Regions from separate parts of the Bombyx mori genome. Here region 2 is linked to region 1. Evidence: chromatin contacts called from public Hi-C data. All regions are on one chromosome and are shown on one strand. The core of a region is the stretch at or near the end of the contact, and the rest is flanking DNA. Distances in the headings are between cores, read along the strand shown. Region 1 holds the start of LOC101738508 (splicing factor 3B subunit 3). Region 2 holds the start of ae13 (alpha-esterase 13).

Evidence for each region. Hi-C and Micro-C count contacts between places; a contact is called where the count stands out from the background.
Region 2: a Hi-C map of posterior silk gland shows a contact between it and region 1, with 4 times the contacts expected there. The contact joins the promoter of ae13 here to the promoter of LOC101738508 in region 1. A contact is called at or near these places in 7 of 7 Hi-C or Micro-C datasets (middle silk gland, midgut, posterior silk gland and 2 more).

The regions. Positions count from the first base shown.
Region 1 is chr11:14,814,742-14,821,508 of ASM3026992v2, forward strand. It overlaps LOC101738508 (splicing factor 3B subunit 3), which reads right to left and starts at 3,610. Exons shown (of 17, transcript XM_004933578.5): 1 at 3,450-3,610; 2 at 2,944-3,192; 3 at 2,347-2,517; 4 at 809-1,003; 5 at 105-579. The coding sequence starts at 3,169.
Region 2 is chr11:15,031,949-15,038,715 of ASM3026992v2, forward strand. ae13 (alpha-esterase 13) reads left to right here and starts at 3,722. Exons shown (of 3, transcript NM_001046709.2): 1 at 3,722-3,911; 2 at 6,035-6,767. The coding sequence starts at 3,732.

The DNA of each region.
Region 1 (6,767 bases), core at 2,360-4,859:
CAAGGATAAATTTCTATAGCATGAAGTAATTCTTAAGAGTACAAAATGAGTTTATACTCACTAGCACTTATGCAACGCAAATATATTTACAAAAGTATACTCACTGGTTGCCAAATTCACAAGCCACAAACAAAAATCCAGTTTTAAGAACACACATTGATGTTGCCACTGGTACAGTGTCAAAGTATTTCAGCTTTATTTCAGTGACCATATCTTCATCAGTTTCTATAGTTATTTTGAAAATATCACCCTGTTCAGTTTGTGCCAAAAAGAAAAACATGGACTTAGTTTTATGCGTGGCAGAACAAACAAAGATCATTCCTCTTTCTGGATCATCTAAATCATTTCTTCTGCGAGGTATAGGACACCTAATATCATGTTGATCACCCAAATTTTTGTATGTGAGATAATTTTCAGAGCATATAAGGACACCAGAAGGACCATCATTTCCTCCAGGCACAGTTATGAGAAAGTTTGCATGCTCTTCTAAAGGTTCAGAGTACTTTCTAACAACATGATTCAAACCAAGATCTAATTCGTAAAATGTTAAAGTCTGTTGAGTTTTTTGTGCAGCTTCGCCTGTGGAAGATAGTCATGATTGATTTTCAAAAGTAAAGATAAGACTTATTTGTGTGTTAATTTAAAAATCATACAGAGAGGATTTGACGTCACTGTCAATCAGAAACACGGACCTCAGAATAATCATAGTATGTTTTGTAATTAGATAGTATGTTTAAATTATCACAAAAAGTATATGAAATTCTAAGCAAAACATGACAAGACATTCAATTAACAAATTACTACTAACCGGTAGGATCTGAATCAGCTTCTTCATAATCAATTTCCAAACATGCAAACATGGGATTTTCAAATCCAACATCAACACCAACCATGTGATAAACTAGTGTGTTTGACTTGTGAGCTTCAAGTGGTGAAGATATTGTTAGTCGAGCTTCTGCATCTCTATTCAAAATGTATACCAATTTCTGTTTTTCAATTGCACCTAAAATTTAAATAAACTTTGAGTACTGATTTTGTAAATTTCATTTGAGCAAATAAATTGGAATGTAATGAATTTAATATTGTACCATTCAAAGTACAAAAAGCAGTTTTATAAGATCAGACAGTGAAAATTGTTTTTTTTTTTTTATTGTATGGTATTGTAAATGACAGTATTTCAGAGATAACCAAAAGTTAGTGATTGACCAAGCATCATTGGAATTAAGATATTTATATCTTTTTACTGATGTTTTCAAAACAGTAAACCTGTTTTTCGATTTTAGAGTGAGATAATCACCTTAAAAAAAGACATGTGCGATTTTTGGTCTCAAATCAATGCATCACATGTGTGGCATAACTAGAGTCCCATTATTACTTATCTTAATAATTATATTTTCCAGTTTATTGGTTCACATCACCATAAATGCCAATAAAAATTTACAGTATACATTAAAAGGTACAAACAAATTAAATTACAAAAGGTCCAATTGAAATTGTATGCACAAACAGTGCTTAAGTAAACTTATACTAGTTTCCCTTCAATAAACCAAAATCAGAGAAAACAAATCTTACACCCGTATCTTTAGTCGTTTACACGAGCTTGACTCGACTCAACCTCCAACGCGCGTTTTGGTATGCTTAGTCGTAAAAATAAACTCCACTCAAACGTCCTTGGAAAATTTTCCTAATCGGAGTGAAGTAAGCGAACTGTCAAGTCAAGGTACGTCGCGACGTACCATGAACGTTCCTCAAGACTGGTTTTCTATCAATTTCCAAATAGTATGTGGACCGCAAATGGAAATATATGATATTGTTGTGCAATGGCCTGGATCTGTGCATGATTCGCACATATTTTGATAATTTTTATTAATAAAGTAAATAGTTCGAGGTTAGACTCTTGTTTAGACTAGTGGTTAGATATTTGAAACTCCTTATTTACCTACATAAGAGTCATATTTTGCTTACTACCTAATAAATAAAGTCAAGCTTGATCAAATTTTAATCATTATTACCTCACTCGAGGACAGTTGATGAATATTGTAATGGTCGACTAAAAATACCAAACTCGAGTAAGTTTGGGAGGAATGCTCGAGCATCATCGGATGAGTTAAGAGGACTATTTGACGAAACGTCTAAAGATACGGGCATTAGAATTTAATACTCCACGTTTTGTACCACTGAATATCAGCAACTCTGGCAGATTTTCGAGACGAGAAGAAAGTCTTATGGCTTTGTAGCAGTGCTAAAGGTTAATTGTAATTTTTAGTTGCAGCATTCCAAAACTACTCTTTTGGAACCCAAAACTAAAATTGATTCAAGAGGTAGGTATTATGAAAAAGTCCATACCAATCATAACAGCTCTTCCTTTAGGATCAATTGATAGATATTGACCAGGAACTATTCTCCTACAGCCAGATTTACCAAATGTTTCTTGATGGACTTTCTCCAAAATGTTCTTAGTTGGGATGTACTCCAAAATGATGATACGTCCAGAATCAGAACCAACCACAATGTAATCTGCAGAAAATTCTATATTTTAATGTTGTGTTCTATTGTTCGTAAGTTCAGGGTTAGGTATAACTTTGGAGATTTAGGTTATTTTTGCGTTTATAATGTGTGCAATAATCTATCATGTTAAGCATGCTACAAAGTCAAGAGTCATAAAAGTTCACATTATCTGTTAGGATTAGTTTGTTCCATTGCGGTACATCCCAACATTGAGAAAATGCAAGGAGCGACGCTTTGGCCATATTTTGTGCATCTAGTTATCCCATGTTCTTTGTGTTATAAAAAACATGGAGCAAGATGATGCAGTGTTATTTTCGATCTTATATAATGTAAAAATATTGGATTTGAGAGGAAATTCTGGGATTAAGATAATTTAAAAGAGATAAGCTACACAGTTCAATGGACCACATGGTCACATGGCCAAAGTTTACTTACCTTTTGTTCCTCCGGTTAGACGAAAAGCCATAATAGACCGAACTACACCAAATATTTCAATTTTCATTAATGTGTGGACCTTTCCCGTGTTCGGATCTGGCCGTAACAATTCAAGTGTTTTGCCACGTGATATAATAATCTCCTGTTGCTTAGTTCCAGAGAAATTTCCATGTACGGCATGTGTTATGGCAGATGAACCTTGCAGTGTTAAATTGTAGAGATACATCGTGATCTTATTTTAACCTATCCCTGAAAATAAATCGGGTTAGGTTAGTTAATTTATCTTTTCAAATAATTAAGCAACTGAAACAGAGGTGTGGAATTAAAATGTAGGGCTCGTAACTGACGAAAGCAGAAAGGATTTTGTGCTTTCGAATGGGTGAGCTTTCTGTTATAGCACCGAAAAAACGACCACGATTAATATATAATTTATCGTGGAGATACCTAGTGCAAATACAAATTGAAATGCATCATAGTCTAGCAAAACGAGAGAATTAAAAGATTACCTTTAAATATTAGCAATTGATGGCCGCAATGCGGCTCGATGCAGTATTTAATTTTCACGGGTGAACCGGCACAAGCAGTTGCCGGTAAAATGGCGGATTCAGAGCACGCCATTGAGCTTCGTTTTCACGGACCAATCAAATGAGAGGATTTTGCATCATGGCGTCGAGTTTTATAGAGGAATGTTGCCATATAAGAAATATTTTAGTAGCTGTTTTCTGCCATCTGTTGTTGGGTAGTGAAACTTGTAGCACAGGCTTTCAACGAATGAGCAACGGCTATTTTTTGTCAATAGATGTCCATTGCAGTCCACATAACATGCAATGAGATATTTAAATAGACAATAAAAATAACTTTAATTTACCTTAATAGATAATAAAGCTTCAATGTTAGTTCATTAATAACAAAAGTTTTATTAATAATAAAATCAAAATTAATTTAGTTAAAATACAGTTATATTAAATGTATTTACTTAAATTATTCGGAATTACACGTATTAAGACACATCTAATCTCACTAGAGATTTGATAAGGATCTCTCTCTCAAATTCTTCCTAGTTACAGACATCGAGCTCACCGCTCACTTTGTGTTAAATTGTTACGTGAAAAAAGGGCCAAATCATAAAGTGAATGCAATGCAACGTGCTTCCAACGTAATTATTTCCGACTGATTTTGAAAGGTCGTCGGAGATATACAATGTCCTGACTAAGGCCTCGGTTCAGTAATCTCGGTAGAGTTCCTCGGTAGGGCGGCAGTAGACAAATCTCCCTATCCGTTCTGCTTTTTGATAGCTGAGCGAATACGCAATTATTTTTTTCTGTCTGCCCAGTGAGCGCCTGTCAGTCCAAAGGTGAGGCACCCTGCTGTCTTCTTGAGAATTGGCGAATAGGCTGTACATCTTCTAGAGTCCTTAAGCCTAATGGAAAATTGTATTGTTTTTCTGTAACTGTAACTGTACCTTTTCTGTACCTTTGGTCATATAAATATATAATTATGTATTTATTTAGGTACCGCCAGAGCGTTTTCTGAACGGAATTAAGGATAGATTTTATTGTGATTTGTACATCATGTACGAAGGTGGGCGAGGGAATCGATTTATCTTAACACCAAGTGGTCCGTTACTCCGATGATCAATCTATTTTAAAAAAAAAAACAAGTAGAATCGCTGCGTGCATAATGGTTTGCAAGGCCATAATTGTGCTATGTGTTGTCCCTGCATTATGTTTTGTATCTTTTATTTTATTAATGCCGTTTGGCAGACGAGCTCAAAACTCTACCTGCTGTTGAGGAATTACCGAGCAGACATCTCAACCTAGATCCCGTCATCCACATGAACATTATAAGCTGATCACCCAATCGCATAATATCTGTCGCACACCCATGTACATGCGGTTGGTTTGTGATAATTTTTTTACAGTATGTAATAATATTGGTACAGCCTTTTAATATGTATCGTAATTATTACAAGTAACGTGAATTTATAATGTTGGCAGATATTAGTACTAAATATTGGGATCTTTCATCGTGGGATTGGTTCGGGTCGAAAAATTAGTACCTGCCTTTACGAAGCAGCGCTTACTCACCGTCACTGATAATGTTTGTACGACGTTTCATAAATAAATTTGTGTATTTTTATTTCTTTGCAAAACAATATGTCTTTGACTGCCCTTCAATTGAACTGTTATTTCGGTGATATCGATATTGCGATCGGTAAACGTAATCGACATTTTTGAACAGTTTTCTTAAGTATCGGTCACGAATCTTAGACTTGAACATTATTTTTAATATCTCAAGAAACAAAATAGCTTATCTTATACCTTTAATACCTTTTAACGAGCAATTCTTGTATATTAATATATACGTATATAATCTGAATCTCGGAAACGGCTCCAACGATTTTCATAAAATTTAGTATACAGGGGATTTCGGGGGCGATAAATCGATCTAGCTACGATTTATTTTCAGAAAATGTTGTTTTATTCGTGTTTTCAATAATCAACTCTTCCCGACATCTATTGGCGAATAATAATAATTTTTTTTAATTGAGGGCAACTGACCGCTTTAAAGACAACAAGATGGCGTTATCAAAAAAAAAAACAGTCATCGTCTGGTAAAATTGTTAAGCTTGGTATGCGTTAGGCGGATACGTAATTTATTTATTTTACATTACAGGTATAAGGCTCGCTTAGTTTCAGGTCACGATCTCAGCGGATGATGTGCACGTGTGCCGGTTCGATCGTTCGCAGGAAAGAAAAAAATACAAATAAAAAATATTTCGCTTTATACGAACGTCTTGCACGCAATTTTATCATGATGATAAAATACGTGTTAAAAGGTGTTCTTAAGATGAAATATTTTAGGTTTATACTCGTTATTTTGGAAATAGAATATATTATGAATTGGTTATGTGTATTCTGTATGAAATATTTTAAATTTATTGCTGTCAATGACAAAAGCGTACTGATTATATTTAAATAATTGTTTTGTGTTTATCGATTCATAAATACTAAATACTATCAATTTAGTTTTCGTTAATGAGAATCTATGTACATATAGCGTGTAATTTGTGGCGGGAAACCCAATGTTTTTTTTAAGTCACTTTTTTCTAGATCTTAGATATATTATTTTTCAGAGCTTATATAATAGTGTTGGATATTGGAATACTAACTACATATTTTCATTTTATTGTTCCACACTGTACGTAAATCTGTTAATTCAATAGAACAAGGACGCTGAACCAAATTTGCTTGCATTAAAAATGTAGGATTACATGTATGTAGGTATATCCAATTTTAAATGTGTATTTTAATCTGAAAAAGTTGCGTGTACATTAAATCTTATATCTCTGGTGATACATTTTGTCGTTTTAATTAAGTAGGTGTCAGAAAAAGAAAATAATTCAGAGTGTTTTTTTAATTGCTTGAGTAAGGAGTTTAAAACACGCAAACAAGACACGGTTTGCATGTTAATGTCGTTATTTTATTACGAAACTATAAATCAAAGGTTTGGCTTCACACCAAACGAAGCGTACTCCAATTAAAAGTTCTGTGGACTCTATAAACCTTTCCGATAAATTATTTATTGGGTTTCGTGTACATATCGGGCCTAGCAGCTCGTGGAAGTTAGGATGTACTATAATATAAAATGATTTTATTATTGATTTTAGATCGGGATGACATTATTTGTATGTATTATCAAAGATTAGTGAAGATCGGTCTCGTTAAGTTTTGATTAATAATTAATTGTATAAAAACATCACATTATTAAAATTCCTCGGGCGCCATCTTTTGTTTCTTGTTGTTGTCGTTCTTTTGTTCCAT
Region 2 (6,767 bases), core at 2,472-4,971, 220 kb after region 1:
GACGGACCCTACCAGATTAGTAATATCGTTAGTCCTACTACCTATGAGGTTACTGATTTGAATTCGCAGGTTTTAGGGGAATTTCATGCTTCTCATTTGAAGCCGTATCATAATCAAACCGGTCAGGTCTCAGCTCCAGTACAGCCTCGACGCCTGCGTGGACGGCCCCGCCTTGTTGTTTCTGCCGAGCCACCAACGAGGCGTTCTAGTGACTCGGAGGGGGAGGATATAACGGAACGTAATTTCCGAACGTGCGATACCGCCCCCGCCGCCGCCTTACCGCCCGCTGAAACAGAGCTCTCTGAGCGCGAAAACACACGCCCTCAGCGCGCGCGACGACGACCAGTAAAATATTGCGAGTCTTAGATTAATTGTACGATTCTCAACTCATTTTGTATTTGTGTTAGTCATTGTGTCGCTTTTTATATTAAAACCTCATACCAAATCAGTGTAAACATTATTTCTATATCATCTTCGCCAACAGCCCGGAACAACGAACTCACGAAAACTCACAAAAGCCCGCCAGTCGGACTTGTAGTGTTAAACAGTGCTTTTATGTGAAAAAGTAAAAAATGATCGCTTTTTCCTAAGTGCAGGCTTCCACGGAAAATTAAGAAATCATATTCGCCATATATTTGTAACATTGCCTAATTAACAACAATGGCTATGAAACTTCAATAACTTGAAGAATTCGCATGAAGAGGCACTTTCCATTTTGTTGTGTATTTATTGTTGTAATTTTGTATGTGATAAAAATTATGAATTAAAATATCTAACATTTCATTATGTTCTATATTTTATCGTTGTACTTGTCTGTGTGATTAAAATTTATGAATTACATATTGTGTCTAAAATTTCAGATATGGAATTTCGTCTCGCCTGTATGTATGCTTAGATGAGTTCTTTATTTTAGATGGGGCTATGGCTGTGAGTGTGTAGGTGGCACGGCGTGACTGTGTGGAATTGTTCGTCGCGCAGGTGTGTCCGAGACTGGCCGGCGCCGGCGCGCATTCCATAGACGGTCGCAGCGCCCACTCATTGCGCACTTGAGCAATTACACTTACGTATCCTTCTTACCTCTATATTTGTTGTTCACAATTGAGAAATTTGCTAGTAAAAGCACATTCGAAACGAAGCTTTTGTTGTTATGAAATTTCTACGCTACCAATCAATTGGTTTTTAAACAAATTTAATGTAAATCTAACAATATTTTCTTCTTTTATTCGCACAATCAATACGTACCTTTTCAGGATAATATAATAACCTAGTACATTTCTAGCCTCATAGCTTGCCAGTATACACCAGTGCAATCTTTCACTTTTTTCCTACCTATTCTAGTGACCTCAAGGGGTCATACTAGATTCACCAAGCGAAGTTTCACTTTTCTGTCAACGGTGCATTTTTAAACTATTTCGGACATTTTCATTTCAATACCAATTATAACGCACATCAAAGTTAATATTTTATTTTTCGCGATATTCCGTTATTTAAAAATATATACATATTTCAAAATATCAATATCTTCATATTATATTTCATAGCCCAGAAGTAAGTACGAATTTAATCTATACTAATATTATAAAGAGGAAAGATTTGTTTTTTTTGTTTGTATTGAATAGACTCCGAAACTACTGAACCGATTTGAAAAATTCTTTCGCTGTTTGGAAGCTACACTATTCCCGAGTGACATAGACTTTTTAAAAAAAAATTAGAGATCCTTACTAAAACTCCAATAATGTAACCTAAGGTGTAAAACAATTACCTAAAATATTCTTTACATCGCGTACCCTGCGAAAACTATTGATGATAGAATAAAATAATGTACTACGACTTTGTAGAACACATTATTATTTACAAAAAGTTTTAAGACAGCATATGTCTAACTATTATAGTTACGTCGCAATAAGTGTTCTTTTATTTAAAAAAATAAAACAACGTCAAATATCGTTGAAATTTTTGTTAAAGACCCGAGCGGAGACGGAGCGGGCCGCTAGTATAAAATAAAATTCCTGTTTTGATATTAATTTTGTTATTGGTTTGAATTGAAGAAGATATTGTTATGTTACGATTATATTTCTGTCGTACAAGAGTATTGCGTAATATTAAGAATAAATATTGTGAGCAGCGCCAAATTCTTGAAGACTGTATGTCAGAACAATGAATTTCAAATAAAGAAACACTTTCCACTCTAAGTTTGCCTGTAAGATATCGCTCAGCAATGAGATATTCCTCTTTATGAAATGAATCCACGGCTTTGTAGATTCCACCTCACTAAATTATTACAGTGATATAAATTCAACGGAGATAATGAGTTCCATCATTGAGTTCAATGAGTTAAGTGCAGTGAACCGAACTGCGTGTTGAGCACTCCGGATCCAAACCGAAAAAGCTACTAGTTAGACTAGCTAGATAGTGACCACAATTTATTTTTATTTTCATATGTCTGTGCTGATCAAATTGCTAGAACACATTTTCAACGCTTCATCTCGCAATCTAAAATAAAAAATAATGCCTACTTATTTATGTATATTTCTAGGTAGGGCGACTTGTGACCTCGCATATGTACGTACCACCGCCCTGCCTATTTCTATATTGGCAAGCAGTAATGCGTTGTTTGAAATATGTTACAGCCGTTACAATACAATTCAGATTTAAATCTCATGACTCAAGGTGACGGGCAGTATTCCCCTAATTATGTCTATGAGTTCGGGTGACAGCTCAACAGAAGTAGGCCATAAGCTAGTTCAAACAAATAAGCAATAAACAAAATAAAATCTTGCCTACATCATTCGTCACGAAGTGAGAAGTTTTGGCTCTGCCTTTTTAATTATTGCCGTCATTCAAAGGACAATAATCACGTTTCATAACACGTTACTATATAAAAAAAATGTGTGCGTGTACTAGTGTACACACGTAAGAAGTGAAACTTATTTATGGCCTTATTTTTCGAAAAATGATCTACATGCAACTTTCTAGAAATTGGTTAAATAAAGTTAAATTAGATAAAGTTTAAACAAAAGGATTTTATTATCATAGACATGAATACAAAAAAGTTAAATTAGATAAAGTTTAAACAAAAGGATTTTATTATCATAGACATGAATACAAAACAGATGGCGCGTAACGGAAAAATGTGACGCGTAACCGAAAAACGTGACGGTAAATTTTTTTCCAACGCCGATAAGGAAGTTTCACTTCAAAAAATGTGTGCGTGTACTAGTGTACACACGTAAGAAGTGAAACTTATTTATGGCCTTATTTTTCGAAAAATGATCTACATGCAACTTTCTAGAAATTGGTTAAATAAAGTTAAATTAGATAAAGTTTAAACAAAAGGATTTTATTATCATAGACATGAATACAAAAAAGTTAAATTAGATAAAGTTTAAACAAAAGGATTTTATTATCATAGACATGAATACAAAACAGATGGCGCGTAACGGAAAAATGTGACGCGTAACCGAAAAACGTGACGGTAAATTTTTTTCCAACGCCGATAAGGAAGTTTCACTTCAAAACTTGCATGCAATAGTTAACTCTTTCAATATTCAACATATTATTAACAAGGAATACTTATTCGCAAACAAAAAGGTAGTTCAGTAGCAGACAGTGACAGCGCGTAATTACCATATAGATACCATATAAATACAAGTACATATAAATGCTTTGTTGTGTGCAGCTGAATTAAGTTCACCGAATCAGTTGTGTTGCCGCCTTTATCGGACAAGGCAATGTTATTTGCGATTATTATATGTGTGCAAGTGCTCTCTGTTTTCGGAGAGTCACCCCGAGTGACTGTGAAACATGGCACTCTAGTCGGGAGTAAGACCAAAACTTATTCGGGCTATGAATACTATGAGTTCTTACAAATACCATATGCAAAAGCCCCCATTGGCGAATTTAGGTTCAAGGTGAGTCCCAAAAATTTTGTTTTCAATATATACAATTTTTCCAAAGGTCACAGATATGAAGCTTTTATCAATAGAAAGTACGCTGTTATCACAAACATTCTCACTCGTTCTCATCCACAGCGTTCTCAATTAATAATTAAAGATGAGCTCATAATATCATCATCTTCGTCTTTATCAAGAAATGTATTACATACATAATACTTAATAGATGATATTGCAACAATTTCCAAAAGCGAAGCATGCATTGGAAATTTCAGCTTGCTGTAACGATAAGTATTTGGACACTTGACGCTAAATATTGGCGTTCAGTAAAATCACCATCAAAATAACGAAAATTTTAAAACCGTAGTCTCATAGTAGAGATTACGAGTATAACAAACGTTAAACAAGTAGTTACTTTTATATCTTAAAATAAGCCAGCTTAGATTGAGATAGTGCGCATATTTTTGTATTATATAGATGAACTCACGGCCTATCAGGTATTAAGTGGTTACCTGAACCTATAGATAGAACAATGTTGCCGTTAGACAGAAATCTAAATCGCAATCATATAGGATAAAACCTGCTCCGACACTTCTAAATTTTATTCCTAACTAACTGCTGATAGCCCTTGTTAAAACCAGCCCTAGCAAGAGCAGTGTTTCGAAATCACGACCTACAGAAGATCCGGCGAGAAACTCAGCGCATTGTGTCTATACTATAAGTTGCATACGCAGTGGATGACTGCTTCGCGACAGAAATAGACAGAGTAGTGGCACCTACCCCTGCAAGCTTGAATTCGATCTTCCACCATATGTATATGATGAAAGTTGTTAGGTATACTAAGCGATCTGAGTCAGAATGGTATTCGAAGGCTCTCTTCTTCAACCCGTGTCCACCCAATGCTGAGTGTAGGTCTCTTCGAATGCACCCTATTCTCTTCGATCTCTTGCCTTTCTCATCCAGTCCCAACCACTTTGTCCAGGTCATCGGTATTCGAAGGCTAGTGACGTTTGAAGATGAGAGAGGCGGAGATATGGCAACATCCCTGTATAATTTTAGAATTAACTGACTCGGTGGTGCAGTAGTAAGCATCTCTGACTGTTGGCTAAGGGTTTTAGGTTTGATTCCCATATTGGGTAACCATTCGTGCGATGAATAAGCTTGTTTACTCTCTGTTTGACTGTTTAATGTATATATGTATATGTCTCTATTTAAAAGTATCTAGGTACGTATACAGAAACATAATAAATTCCCTTTCTCTTTTAAAATTTTAAGTACGAATGACATTGAGCGAACAAAATGCAAATGGTTTTTGAAACAGGTAAAGATTTGAAAAAAATCCCAACAGGTTTGGATTTCAAAAAAAGATATCAAATTAGCCATTCACATACTATGTAATTAGACAATTGCAGCATTGTAATAGAAGATTAATTTGACAGAATTTTGGCAACGTGAATAGTCCTTGCTCGTTATGACTGTTTTATTCATTTTCGTTTCGTTGCGTTTTTTAAAATTTTAAATTTATGCATTGTCCGGTTTCTTTTAATATATTTTGTTTCTTATTTAAAAGGTTCCATAAATAAATAAGACTTATTAGAATACAACAAAAAAGTTCGATGCCATCGCAACAATACATGCAACAAAAGCAAATGAGTGTAGCAATTGTAGATTGGTAGTACAGCTTCTCGTAAGTACGTAAATAGATACCACCATATTGCCCATGCTGCCACGACGCAGTCATGTTCTCCGGCTTGAAAGAGAGGATAGCTCACTAAAAGCACAATTGAAATTTCTAAATGATGTTTCAGGAATTCACATTGTTCAAATTGTCGATAAGGTGGCTTGGATAGAACAATATTTTCAACTAACGACATGATACATGGTATTTTATGATAAATATAATACTAAAACGGAATATATTGTAAAATATTACATACATCGAAATTAATTTTCGGTTATTACTCTGAATTCTTACGTTCCCAATTCTCGTATAATTAAATTCGTTGGGGTACCAAAACAAAAACCTTAAAACTAACTAACTAAATAAAACCCTACAATTTTTTTATTAAATTAAATTTAAGTATTTGTACGTGTGCATTTCATGAGCTCATATGAATGAAATTAATTCGAATACATTTCAGAGTCCACAACCACCAGAGTCTTGGGAACACGAAAGAGATGCTACTTCAGTAAATCCGAATAATGTTTGTTTTCAATTCGATATTTTCCTCAACGCTTCAAGAGGTAGTGAAGATTGTCTGTATCTCAATGTTTTTACACCAAAACTGCCATCTTGTGATAAACTTCTTCCAACCATGGTGTCCATACACGGAGGAGGTTTTGTCTTGGGAAATGGGATAATTAAGACAGAAAACGGACCAGACTTTCTTATTGAACATGATGTTGTCGTTGTATTTATAAACTATAGACTAGGGGCTTTCGGATTTTTATCTTTAGATATACCGGAAGCTGCTGGTAACATGGGACTGAAGGATCAAGTGATGGCTCTTAAGTGGGTCCAAGAAAACATTCAACAATTTTGTGGTAATAAAGACAGCGTAACAATATTTGGAATAAGCGCCGGATCTGCGTCAGTTGAATATTTACAATTGTCACCTTCGTCTAGAGGATTATTTCAACAGGCAATATTACAATCTGGATCCAGTCTCAATCACTGGGCCATTGAATATGACATCAAAGAACTTGGATTCAAAATGGCAAACGACCTTGGATATAATGAAACTAAAGGAGACCACAGGGCCATTTACAACTTTATATTTGGTAAATCATTCGAAGAACTGAGTGACGTGGTATTAAAATATTCAAAATCCTCGAATTTCAAGGGAACAAAATTTGGTTTTGTACCATCCGTTG